Linked DNA regions of Rattus norvegicus: region 1 is linked to region 2. Evidence: chromatin contacts called from public Hi-C data. All regions are on one chromosome and are shown on one strand. Each heading gives the region's core, a stretch centred on a gene start, on an enhancer-like site or on the middle of the called end of the contact. The rest is flanking DNA. Distances are from core to core; before and after follow the strand shown. Region 1 has its middle 76 kb from the start of Pja1. Region 2 holds the start of Efnb1 (ephrin B1).

Evidence for each region. A called contact is a pair of places that touch in the nucleus more often than the background predicts.
Region 1: a Hi-C map of Schwann cells shows a contact between it and region 2, with 3 times the contacts expected there. The contact joins the enhancer-like site here to the promoter of Efnb1 in region 2. A contact is called at or near these places in 5 of 12 Hi-C or Micro-C datasets (the A7r5 cell line, Schwann cells, kidney and 1 more).

Annotation. Positions count from the first base shown.
Region 1 is chrX:68,546,276-68,553,110 of GRCr8, reverse strand. No RefSeq gene overlaps it. Among named protein-coding and RNA genes, the nearest start is that of Pja1, 76 kb to the left of the region's middle. Within about 2 kb of position 2,835, at least 5 of the 93 cell types and tissues checked have an H3K27ac peak or open chromatin away from gene starts, as enhancers often do. A contact at or near this core is called in Schwann cells, where this site is marked.
Region 2 is chrX:68,294,907-68,301,293 of GRCr8, reverse strand. It overlaps Efnb1 (ephrin B1), which reads right to left and starts at 3,765. Exons shown (of 5, transcript NM_017089.3): 1 at 2,887-3,765. The coding sequence starts at 3,014. Mir3573 (microRNA 3573) reads right to left here and starts at 2,020; the gene lies at 1,949-2,020.

The sequences.
Region 1 (6,835 bases), core at 1,586-4,085, 250 kb before region 2:
TCCAGGTTTCTAACACATTCTCTGCTGAGAACCAGAGAGGGGAAGGATGAAAAAGACAGATGGGGAGAGAGACCAGCATCTCCCTCACCCCCCCACCCCCAGCTTTGAAAGGGTGAGAGCTCTAGGCAGCAGAGCTGACAGCAAGCCTGCCAGGGAGCTGTCTGTGCTCAGTGTTCTTGTCTGGACCTGTGTTCTCTGGGTTCGGAGACCTCTTCTTATAGGCATCACTTTTCCTCTCCCAGGGCTATGTTTTGCTGAGAGTAAAAGCCTATTTTCCTGTGTAAAGTGGCTGACAGTGGCCAGCACATAGTAGGTACTCAGTTGGGTTGGGAGATTTGAGGCTCTAATGAGATGATGGCCTCTCTTCCCTCTTCTAAGCATTTCATCCTTTGGACAAACTTTTCTTCCTCACTCTGGTTTAAGGTGTGAAATAATATAGTTTTGGAAACATAAGGGAGATGGAGCCTCAGGTCAGAGTAGGTCTTAAGTGGACTGTTTGCCATCAGCTTGAAGCCCGACCAAAATCTGAGCTCTGACATTACCTCCTGTAAAGTGCTACGACTAGCTATTTCAAAACAAGGATCCATTAGTATGTCCCTGTCCATTACAGAATACACTGGCATTTAGGCATAAACAGGGAAAGGGAGAGGAAGCAGAGGAGGAAGAGGAGGGGGAGGAGGAGTCGAAGAGGAGGAGGAGGGGGGTGATAGGACAGATGAGGGAGTGCGAATACCCAGGCTCAACTAGGCCTTGGAACTGTGGTCACTTTTCCTTTTTGTACCTCAGTTTCCTCAGCCTGTATCATGAAGATAACATCAAATTAATAAGATAGAAGGCCTGAGGCTGGAGAGATGCCTCAATGGTTAAGAGTATTGGCTATTCTAGAGGACTGAGGTTCGATTCCCAGCACCCACATAGAGCCTCACGACACACACACACACACACACACACACGCACGCACACACACGCACACACACACACACACGCACACGCACACGCACACACAGGCATGGAAGTACTTGGCCACAGCCACCTGACCAGTGGATAGTGGTGACCATTCACTCCTACAGTCTGAGGACATACTGGGATGGAGAATAAAGTTTGCGGCATGGAAGCATTGGGGACACCAGTAAGAACACAAAGACCTAGGGTGTGCAGACCTGACCAAGCAGAGAGGAGTTGACTTCAAGAAACAAGAAGATGTCAGCGAAATGGTAGGGAAATCAGAGAGGTCCAAGAGGAGACAAGACTGGCCCAAAGTCATGGATTCTGATTGAGGCAGGACTAGAACCCATACCACCTTATCTTCCTAGATACACCTTCAGGGGAACTAGTGCTCTGTGTGAGTGTGTGTGTGTGTGTGTGTGTGTGTGTGTGTGTGTGTGTGTGTCTATTAGTAGCTTAGTAGCATGGCTCTGGCCCACAAGGTCCATAGAGGTCATGAAGGTAAAGGTGATACAGAGAGAAATGTTTCGGTGGCTTTAGTCTTGAAGAGGCTTTAGCCTTGGTCTCTAGCCTCTGGTGTGCTCAGGATCCTACTGGTGAGCAGGTTCTGGGATTCCTATCCTCACTCAAGCTCTTGCTGTTTCCTGGGCTTGAATACCTCCTCCAGGTGCCCCCTGCTTGGCCCCAGAGGCCCAGGGAAGGGGAGACCAGGGTGACAGCTGCTGGGCTATGGGCGGGCGGACGCCAGTGTGGGGGTGGGAGTAGGGGGTCAGGCTCAGAGAAGGCCAGCGGGCAGGAGCATAGAGAGGAAGTTCACAGTCTGCAGCAAATGGATTTCAAGGCCCTGTTAAGTGGAAAAGCCTCCAGGAACGTGGCAGAGAAAGGCCCCTGTCTTTGGAGAGGGGCTGAGGGGCCAGCTGGGGGTGTCTTGGCAGGGGAAGCTGAGCTGCATGCCTTGTGTGAGTTGGGAGAGTGGGGGTAGTAACTGGGGCCGCCAAGTAAGTCCGGGCAGTCCTTGAGCAAGGCTGGGCCTTGGGATTGCTGTCTACTTGGGAGTGGGCTCAGACTCCAGCTCTACTTCAGGAATTCTGGGGCCCCAGAATTCAGGCTAGCTTCTCAGGGGGCTTCCTGGCTGCCAGGTTGACAAAGGAAAAGGCTGGCTCTCTCAGAGTCTAAGCCTTTCTCTGCCACATGATGGTGCTCAGGGCTGGGTTCCTAGTGGCTGTAAGAGGTCACTCTACCTTGACTCCTGTTCTTTGAGGGCCCATGGTCTCGCAGATACAGCACTTTATAGTTTACAAGACACTTGCCTACCTGTTTCCTTATCACAAGACTGCATGCAAAGAGGCGCATTTGCCCTAGTCACGGTGGAAACCTGTGCTTTGACTTCCTATGTCAGTGACAAGCCTTCACTCTGCTCTCAATTTCTCTCCTGTTTTTCTTTTTATTCCCTTTTCCTTGTCACTTTGTAACTGAAGTCAACATTGACCTCTTGGTCATCCTGTACTAGCCACGGGAGAGCTGGCATTACAAGCATGGGTCATCACATCACACCTGTCTCGATTTTCCAGGTTTAGAGGTGGCTTCTCTCAAAGAGACATGCCATGATGGAATGTCACAGGCCCAGGCCTCCTTAGCCCAGGCAAGCCATGCATTTTCTTAGAAAAAAAGTCATGTCTAGTCGATCCATCTTTGATCTGGTCACTGTGTGGCCAGTCGTGTAGCAGTTCCTCTCTATTGCCCTTAGTTTGACATCTTTCTCAGTCATGAAAAGAGACACAGCAGTGAAGGGCTACAAGGCAGAGAGGCAGCAACCAGGCCTGTGCAGGGTGGCTGAACAGCAGAGGAGGAGCCTCGGGCTCCTTTCCCAGCCAGGCCCCCTGCCCTTTGCCTGGCCTGGCCCCAGGCACAGGGCCCAGCCAGCTGTCCCAGGGCGGGCAGGCTAGCTGCATTAGCAAATGTGTTTGCGGTTATGGGCCGCTCCCGAAAGCAGAGAAGCATTGCATTAGGGGGGTAGGGATTGAAGACAGACCAGGCTCTGGTTCCCAGCCCCAGCCAGGGAAATCAGAACCAGGCTGGACTTCTGGCCCCTCCCTCAGAACCCTCACTCCTCAATCCCTCCCCCTCCCTAGGCTAAGGAGGGGGCAAGAGAGGGCTGGCCACAGTTGTGTGGCCATTCAGGCTGGGTTGCCTTTGGGTATCAGTGGAAGAGGTCCAGAGTGAGTTGAGAGGGGTGTAGGTAGATGGTATTCCTGCAACCTCTCTCTCTAAATCCCCCACCCCTCCCACTCTTCCCAACCACAGAGATGGCCAAAGCAGGAGACAAACGTGAGGCTGGTGGATCATCTCTGTGCTGCAAAACCCATCGACGTTGCAAAATGAGAGCAAAACTTTTCTGTCTCCCTTTCTTTCTCTCAAAGCACCAGGGGCTGGCAGGAGGAATAACAGTGGCCCGATGCTTGCCAGGAGCTTTCTAGGGGCTGGCCTTTCTAGATGTCCCCTCAGATCCCAGCAAATCTGAAAGAGTGGATGTGGAAAGGAACAACGTGGGCAGAGAAAGTGGGTGTGGCAGGTGTACTACAGTGCAATGGACTCCTCGATGCTAATTTTCATCCGGATGACCAAGATGACATGAAAATTACTACCTGTAACCCACAGTGCCAGGTACCCAGTGGGGAACTGAGTTTCCAACAGATGAATTATTAGGGAAGGCCAGAATCCAGTGAAGAGTAAAACAGAGAACCTAGCCGATTGAAATCTCTCCCTTCCCACAAACAGGACCTACCTAGTTTCCACAGACTTGGGGCTGTTGGCACTACCTCTGGAAGTCGCACAGCCCTTGTGTCATTCTGACTGGGATACTGTTTTCCCCCTTGTCGACTTGGCCATCCCTTCCGAATCCTTTAAGGGTCATCTTGAAAGTTTTGACTCTTATTGCCTCGTGCAGGTGTGGCTGGCTCCATAATGTACCCATGACTCTACTCCTGTCCCTGCCGTATTTGGTGATGGGTTCTCTGTTCGCCCAGTTCCTGCATGGTCACTGTTAGCCACCTCTCTTGTCCTACAGCTATAATGAGCTTTCTCTGTCTGAAGTATACTTGGTTGTAAGCACAGTCTGGTACCTTCAGCTACCAGATCCAGGTCTGGCAGAGGTAGGCAAGTAGTCTTGAGAATACAATCCCTTCACCTTGGCCCAAAAGGCTGGAGTAATCTAAAAGTAGGGTGAAGTGGAAACTTAAGTGTTCTTTGGAAAGAAGGGATGGCTTTTTGCTGGGGCAAACACATGAAGGAACGCTTTGTTAAAGTAGACACAGGTATAAAAGGCTAAGGTAGACACATGAAGGAATGTTTCACTGAAGTGGGCATGGGAGAGAGCATGTTTCTGCTAAAGCAAGCATGTGAAAGGACACACGATGAAGGATTCTTTACTAATGGCACACATACACTGGTCCACCTTACATTGCTTAGTTGATCTGTGTTGGTTGGGATGCCATAGAGAGAAATGCACCAAAAATCTTCTGGTGGCGTGCCCTAGTTTATTGCCACTTCCAAGGACTCACTGAGGTAAGACCTGTGCTGAGGCAAGGCACATGGAAGACACGTGATGTTTGGAGGGTATAAATAGGACTCGATGGAGTGACAGAGACAGAGCTTGGCTTACTGGTAGAGCTAGCTGTGCAACCTTTGTGGGTTTCATGTCTTCACTGATCTTCGATTCCCTGAAGAGAGGCACATCTAAGAACTTCTCCTGGCATTCCTCCTGGTCCGTCTTGCTGACTTGAGCTGAGGCTGGTGCCTATCTCTGCTAGGTCATGTCACTGCTGTTGCTAACCAGACTCTAGCAAACTGGCCTGCTGGTGTATGTATGAGGTGTTTGCGAGTGGATCAAGCTGCGGCTGCCTGCTGACCTCTGAACTGAACTGCCGATTTCCAGACAACACAGATGGGAGTTGCTCTAAAGAACCATTTCTAAACAGGTCCACTTTCTCCATAGCCTTTCTTTTCTACTACCTCTGGTGGGTGGTGGGCTACAAGGAAGGTTAAAGTATTGAAGAACCATCATTAAAAATAGGATTTGAAAAAGTTACAGTAGGGGCTCTGAGTAGGCAATGGTGGTATAATCTCTGTATCCCAGACACTGATCAGGAGGATATCATCTGAGGCCTGAGCGAGCTTTGTTGACCCTAAACCAGTCAACAAAGATACACCACAGAGCCTCTCAGCTAAGGTGCATGCAGATGCCCAGAGGGCTTGTTTCCCAGAGTAAACAGGAACTGAAATGGACAGCCACCTCTAGGGTCTTAGCCATGGCTTTGAGCCTGAGTCTAGAAGGCCTCACCATCTCCTGCCCAGAGCCCCTCTAACTATCTTCATGGCTGGCTGCTTTTGTAGGTCTAGCCTTCTTCAATGGCAGGCGATATTTACAGGGCCCCTGAAGGAAGCTGACCACAAGCTAAGGGATGAAGCTCTTGTCTGTGCTCAGTGTTAGCTATGGCGCCTGCGTCTTGCATTCTTGTGGATTTCCGGGTTGTGGAAGTAGGATCCAGAGGAGAAGCAGAGAGAGTGGTGGGATGCCTGACTCAGGAGCCCTGTCCTCTACTCAAGTGACGAATTCCCTTTGCCAAGCACTTATTTTCTCGGCACCCCATTCTATAGATGTAGTGGTAGAGGAACATCCCTGAGACTGCTATGCAAAGAAATAGTCATGCTATGGTTTCCACCCAGCACAGTTAAAGTTCAACACCGTGTGCTTCTGCTTTGCTTGGTTGGCTCTGAGGACTAACCGGAGAGCTGCCCCCTTACCTGGGACCAAGAATGCAGGCAGCCACAGCTTGCCAGAGGGCTGAGGAGGGGATGATGAGTGGGGGAAGGTGCAGGAGCAGTAGATGGATTGGAATGGGTTCAGAGGCAGGCAATGAAAATGATTAAGGGAAGAGAGGGATTAATTTATAAAACGAGATTAGAAGAGCCAAGCTGCCGCGCCTGGCTAAGGGACAGCTCTCAGGCAGTGGGTGTCAGCTAAGCTAAGAGGGTGGCTGGGAGGGGTAAGAGAGCCCAGTGACTCAGAGGGGCCCACTGGTCTCAACTGCCTGTCAGGGTGACCTTAAAGGTCCCTGAGGACCCAGCAACCACAGTAAGCAGTGCGGCCCCAGAATCCCCTTACAGCCTCCTCTCACTCCCCTCCACGATGGGGAGACGGGAAGAGCCTTTGGAACAGCCCGCAGAAACTCATAAAGATGCTTCAGTAGCTGAGCGCAGGGGAGGTTTCTCCTCCACTGGGGTGGGGGAGGGTGCAGGAAGAAGCTCGGAAAGCACAGTGATCTGGGCTGGGTCACATGAGGAATGGTGGAAACAAGACCCTAACTCAGGGTTTAGCCCCAGCACAGCCCATGGTCATTCCATTGTTCTTTTCTTCAGCACACACTGGCCATTTCTTTTTGTTCAGATCGCTACACTCTGCGGAAGCTCCTTTTTACATCTAAGCACACTCCTTCCGGCTGTCTTTCCATTCCAGTTGTCTGTCAGGGTGAGGTAAGGGGAGGGAGGAGGAATAAGAGGACCCATCTCCCACTCTCTTATTATATAAGGGACCTGGTAGTCATTTTTGCCCTTTTCAAGAGGTCAAAGGAATCTGATGTCACTGAAACCAAATGATGATTTTACAGTTTTTATCTTATTCTCCAATTTTACAGACAAGAAACTGAGGCTCAGCGGAGGGGTTGAATGGACTAAGATCTGACAAGTAAGTGCTAAAGCTGAAATTCCAGCTCAAATGGGCACCGGAGCCACCACATGCTAAGAGGCCATGAGGATAGAAATTCAGTCACTTCAGGGATTTATAGTCAGCAGTTTGTGGAGAAGACTCCTTACAAGTGCTCAGAGGTGATAG
Region 2 (6,387 bases), core at 2,516-5,015:
CAGAATGGGACTGAGAGACTGAAGTGCAGCAGCTGGACTTGGCTGAGGACTCAAGTGTGAGGCTTACCGGCTGCCCCAAGTTCCCAAGGGGAAGCAGCTGGGGGAGGTGGCTGCCCTGGGACCATTTAGCCCATGTCCCCTCTACAGGCCCCAAACATGCTCGCTCTGCTTTCGGCCAAAGCCCAGTAGGACCAAACCCATCTTCCTACCGTCTACTCTTGGGGCAAATCTGACAGGAGGGGCCCAGGAAGCTGAAGTTCCTATCACCCAGGGACTACCACCTGGACAGCAGTTCAGGAGATAGATAAGACCAGCAGTCTTAAGCCAGCCCTTCCAGCTCCCCAGAGCTGGGGCTGCGTGTGCCCTGGAACCTAGAAGCAGACCCCATCACTTCTTTATTTTGATTTTTTTTCCCAAGGAGGAAGCAATTAAGCAGGGTTTATAGGCACTGGGAGATTTTTAGAGGGAGGGGTGCCAGCTCCTGACAAGGCTGAGGAGAGGGGACCAAAAGCCAGGAGAGGAAGAGGGGAGGGCTAAGAGAAAATGAGCCTGCGAGGGAGAGCACGGGCATGTGCGAGAAACAAAAGGACTTGAGAAAAAGAGGCAGAGAGTGACTAAGAGTGAGAGGGAGTGTGAGAAAGAGAGAGAGCAGGCGAGCCTGGCTGGAGAGGGAGGTGAGCTCCACTCTCACAGGGTGTGAGCAGGCAACAATGTGGGCCTGAGAGGGAGAACTCAGACAGGACACAAGGAAGCAGAGACAGACAGTATTTATTAGAAAAGCTGGGACAGCCTGAGGGTTGGGTGCGGTGGCAAGGCAGCCCCCAGAGTTGAGGGCAGTGCCTCGGTCCTGTCCTCTTGCCCTGCACCCAGTGCCAACAAACGCAGACATAGACTGCATTCCAGACCCCTGAGCATCGATGAAATGGGGTTGGTGGGGGGGACCACCAGGATCAGTCCAAACTGTTCCCAGAATCTGCTCGATTATGGGATAGAGACTAGGCAGGTTCTACAGAGTCCAAAGTCAGTCCCCTACACATCCTCAGGATGCCTGTCCTCAGCTGGAGGTGGACTGGCTGGAGAGCAGAGGGGACACAGCCTTCTCAAGCTTGTAAACTGCTCTAAAGGCAGAGAACACATAAAGAGGGGCGCTCCCAGGATCTTGTTTCTCCCAGCAACCTCAACTCTGCAGGAGGGCTCTTCTCCAGCTGTGGAGTTGCGTGGTATCTCGACCCAAGAGAGCAATTAGGTCATTCCCATGAGCCCCTGGGATGGGCTACCCTAGGGGGAATGCAATTCTCCTAGCTAAGGAGCACTTCCAGCCTCCACCCTTACATCGAAGAACTAGGCACTTCACAAGCTCTTCCCATGGGCTCAACAGCCTAGAGGGTTCCCAGAACAATTTGAGCCCCAGCAGTTAAGGCACAGTGACCAAACAGGCTTCAGAGTAAGGTAGAAATCCCTGCCAGTCAGTCCCTTTCCTTGTACAGATGCAGAAACCTCCATCCTGACCCCACTCTAGCCACAGATGAGTAATGGGATCCTACCTTAACCCAAGGAGAAAACAAGAAGCCCTCTTCTCTCACTTTAGGAGTGAGATACACCATCCCTGCGACTCAAGGGGCCAAGGCAAACAAGAACCTAGGAAGTTAGCAGACAGCCCACAAGAGTGGACAGGAGGAAATTCCAGAAACAGGAATCTGGGAACACGGAAGGAACAGGTCAGCGAACACCTCCCCCCTGCCCCCCCCCCCGTTTTACACTAACTGCGTTGTCCACACACTCCCTGGGCTGCCAGAAAATGGGAAGGGCAATTACGACCCTGAGTACCAATGTGGGTCCTAGATGCCATAAGAGAAAAAGGTCCAGAGGTCATAACAGCCTAAGCTACTCCCCACCAACAGCCCAGAAACCACTGAGCCACCGCCCTGAAAGGTGTGTGTTGTTTAGAGATGGGAGGGGGCAGAGTTAGGAAGGAGAAGAAAGAAAAGGATCTCCTTTCTATCACTGCCCCTCAAACCATAGGAGAAAAAGCATGGCTCTCTAGTCCCGGGGGGGGGGGGGCAACGGCTAGGATCTGCCTGGACAGGAATCACACGTTCCGCACCCACCTCCCTCGCTGCCTCCACTACCATTCTCAGACCTGACTGGATCTAGAAGAGGCTCTGGTGCCTAGCTCAATTGGACCCCCGACGGGCACTGGATCGAACCCCCTCCTCAAACAAACCCTCTTCCACTCCGCCCTTCTCCACCCGACGCCTTTGTGAGCCTGGAAGCAGCGCCCGCCTTTCTACCTCCCCGGCAGAGAGAAATGGGGGGGGGGTGTGCAAGAAGAGACGGCAAAGAGAAAGACAGGGAGGCAAACAGACAGGGAAGAAAGACAAATGAAAATAGGAGAAGCTGGAGAAGGGATACAGATGCTGCCACTCGCCCCGGGGCGCTAGGTCCCGAGCCGACCTGACACCTAAGCAAATGAGGAACCTGTGTTCTGGCCTGGTCCCTTGCTCAGGTCGATCTCACCCATGGAGTGGCTGTGAGCGAAATCCACCACGTTCCCAGAGGCCCTGGAGTGGGCTGCTTACTCGCCCCCACCCAGCTCTCGGGTGCGCTCTGGAGCGCCCAGACATTCTATCTGCCTGGTGTGACCAACGGACTCGATCCGGACTTGAGGAGGCTAGGGCTGAACCGAAGGGTCGAAACCCAGCTAAGTGCCCCCACCCCACCCTTCTGCATCTTACCCCAACTGCCCGCAAGAAAACACCAGAAAAGGCCAGATATAAAATAGGCCTCCTACGGACAATCCCCCCCCACAGGCACTTGGGGGTGTCCGACCTCAACCCCAAAGAAGTGCCTCCCACCCCCAGGGACCAGAGTAGATAAGTTACTCACTTAGGGTTAAGAGAGCTCCAGGACACGGGCTCCAGGTTCTTGGCCAACGGCGTGGCAAGCCGGCACAGCGTCAGCACGACCATAGCCACAAGCCACTTGCTGAGCCAACGCTGCCCAGGCCGGGCCATTTTCCCGGGGGCAGGATGCACTTCAGGATCCCCTAGCACCTCCTCAGCAAAGCTCGCCTCGCCTGCCCTTGCCGCGCAGCGCTCGGAGCCACTTAGGCGCCCATCCTCCGCAGCCGCCGGCCTTGAAGCACTCTCCTCCCGCCGGCCTCGGGGTCGCTCTCCTGCGCCCGGCTGGCCAGGAGGATTCACTGGGCAGGCGTCCCCAACCCGCGCATGGACTGCTGCCTCGGAGGACTTTCTCCCCTGGCCTCTCCGCCGCACGAGGCGCGACGGGGGCTCGCCGCCCCCGAGTGATCCCGCCGGATTCCGATCGGCTCTCCCAGACTGTTTGAGACTGCGAGTCCTCTCCCCGACCGGGTCTCTCTGCAGAGCGCTCAGTGGTTGCCCCGACGCCTCGACCGTCCTGGGATTGACGCCTCTGGGAAGAAGAGGCGGGTTGTCTCCCAACAATGCGAGCTCGGTCCCCAGGCTCCGGACTGGGTCCCCCTAGCACGGACTCCGTTCCTCCGGGCCACTGTGGGACTCCGCGCCGGCGCGTCCCACGACAGCTTCTACTTTAGCACCGGCCCTTCTCAGTATACTTAAAAGACTAGTACGGCCCTACTGAGCAAATCAGTCCCATCAATTTGCGCCTCTGAAGCCTCGGCCGGGCAGCCCGGCAGCCGGGTCGCCAAGTCCTTAATCCCCGGCGATTGAGCCGGAGTGTCGGCAGTCAGTGCGAATCTCACACACCCCCCACTGCTGTCCAGCGCGCATCGACTCCCTCCGCTGCCGCTGAGCTTTCTACTCTCCTGCTCAGGCGAGTACAAGGCCAACCCTGCTCCTTCGAACCAATAGAAAGCTCTGTGACGGGGTCCTTGCCCCATACCACGCCCACAGAGCAGGAAGGGGTGGGGCTTCGGGGAGCTCTTAAGGACGCTGCTCTCTCGATGGCACTAATAAGAATGTGCGACTCTTGCGGCTGTGGTTGTGTCGCGCTTAGTCTAGTTCCCAGGGAGTTCTTAAGAAGTTGGTGCTTCCCAAAAGCTGCTGGCCTGCTCTCCTTTATGTCTACTGACCTAGACCAGACAAGCCCTGTCCCAAGTACCTCCAGAAAGCACCGTTCTTGCGTTCTTTTTACACACACAAACACCCCCCATGCGCATACTCGCATACCAGTCCCAGAATCCCACTCTGTGCCCACTTCTGTCAGCCTGCCTACTCCCAGTCCACTATCCACACTCCGTTGGGCGGTCTTTCTGTCCTCGCAATGCACTCCTTCTTTGCTTTAACCACAAGAGTGATAGCTATGGGTGGTGGAGACTCAGAAAAAGTATTGTGTCCAAAGGGGAGGAGGAATTTATTTGCATCTAGTGAACCAAGCTTTCAAAAATTTCATCTTTGAGAGTGAGCCCTTTGGGACCCTCCACCCCGACTCCGAGCACGCAGATTTAGTCAGTCCTGTCTGAAGGCACAGGAAAGGACCTGGGTAGGTAAGTAGGGACAAGAGGTCACAAACTATACAGAAAGCTCCAGGACCGGGGAAAGGAGCAGAAGAGAAGCCTTTTGAAAGAGCAAAAGCAGGCATCTGGGCCCTGAGATCCCGGACTCCAGCCTTTCCAGGCCTCGGCCTCACCATCTGGGTCTTTGTCTCCCAGCACTGGCCCATTCTCTCCGCCCCTCCTTGTCTCTTTGCTTATAATTTGGCTCAATCCCATAGCTCAGACCCTCCCGGTCTGACCTACTCGCCTTCCTCAGGTCCCAGCGGACGTACCCACGTGCTAATGTCTCCCTCTGCTGGCCTTCTATAGACTTGCGGGCTCCTGGGACAAGCGGAGGCCTCCCACCCGGAGCCTGACAAGCAAGTCTGGCACTCAGAGCACAGAGACAAGAGCCACCACTTGGTGTCGGTGTAAGAAAGGTGGAAGAGATCTGGGGGGAAAGATCTGGGTTGAGAACTACAGAAGTTAGAAAGCCTTCCTCTACGAGCCCCTCCTTTTTCTCCTCAGCTGCTCCCTCTTCTCTTTCTCTTCTTAACGAATCGGGATTCTGTAACTTAGGGCCTTAGGCTTACTAGGCAAGGTCTCTACCAAGAACCAAAGTCCAGCTCCTTCTTGTTGCTTCTCTAAGGAGATAATTGAGCCCCATTCTTTAGGGGCTCTGCCATTTATATGAGTTCCATGTCTATTAACTTACTCGAGGGAGACTGAGCTATGGCGTCCTTCACTGCCTCATGTAACGATCTCTGTCGTTGTAATGGGGGCAGCTCTGTGGGGGAAAGTAAGGAGGAAGAAACTGAGCTTCTTGTACCTTCGGAGCTGGAGACCTTGCAACATTCGATGGTTCTGGGTACACAGTCTAGGATCATTGTTTTCCCTGGACTCTGCCCTGGGATGTAAGCAGATCAAGGAGAGATAGAAGGTAGAAAGACATACCAGCAGTCCACCTGAGACCCACACCATCAAAGGGCTTCCAGATGGGAATCTAGAAAGCAGCCAGCTGCTTACAAAATATCTACGCGGCATCAAGGACCACTGTAGATGATTTTCTTTCACCACCCTTTGAAATCAGCTCTGCTATCCCTGTTTTTACTTCAGAGGGAAAGTAAGGCTCAGGCTTGATGTAGCCTGTCCTATCCCCTGGGGTCATTCCTGGTATCTCTGTCCCCAGTCCTATGACCATTCTCTTATACAATCCAGATGGACCCGCTTGCAGCTGCTCCATGAATCCCCACTCTCTTGGCTCATGGAAAATTACAAACTTCGAGGTTCCTGGAAAATCATGGCCTTCAGGATGGCCAGACCACTGCTTTTCCCTCACAGGTCTCAGAAGGTCACTAGACTAAGGACAGGTTGTTCATTTTAGCCTTAGAGCAAAGGTCTTCTCAGACAGGATCACTAGTGCTAAGCCCAAACTGGCCCCAGATTTTTCCTTTTCATGGCCAACGTGTCTTGTGCCTTTCCAGAGGACAGCCCCACACTAAATGGGAGCTACCGGACTTGGGAAACTGAGGAAGACAGAAGTAGTTTCCGAGTGTGCCAACATCTAAGTCTGGGCAGAAGGGGCAATGGAAGATGAGGACAGAACTCTTAGGTCCAGACTTGTCCAACACTGCTCATCTCTGGTCATACCACTGTCCCTCTGCCTCAGCCTGCCCACACTAGCTACAGGAACCTCAGGAGCATGGCTAGACTAGATGTGTACTCTCTGCTTCAATCAGGGCCAGCAGCTGCAAAGTTTCCTCCCTTGCCTGACCCTGGCAGGTTCTCAGTTGTAGAGATCCAGGTTCACTGACTAAGGAAGAAAAGTAATTCTCTAGGGGATCCTGGGAGGAAGGCAGAATCTGTGGAGAATGCTATATTTTTTTACCCAAGCTCTTACTAGTCCACAGACT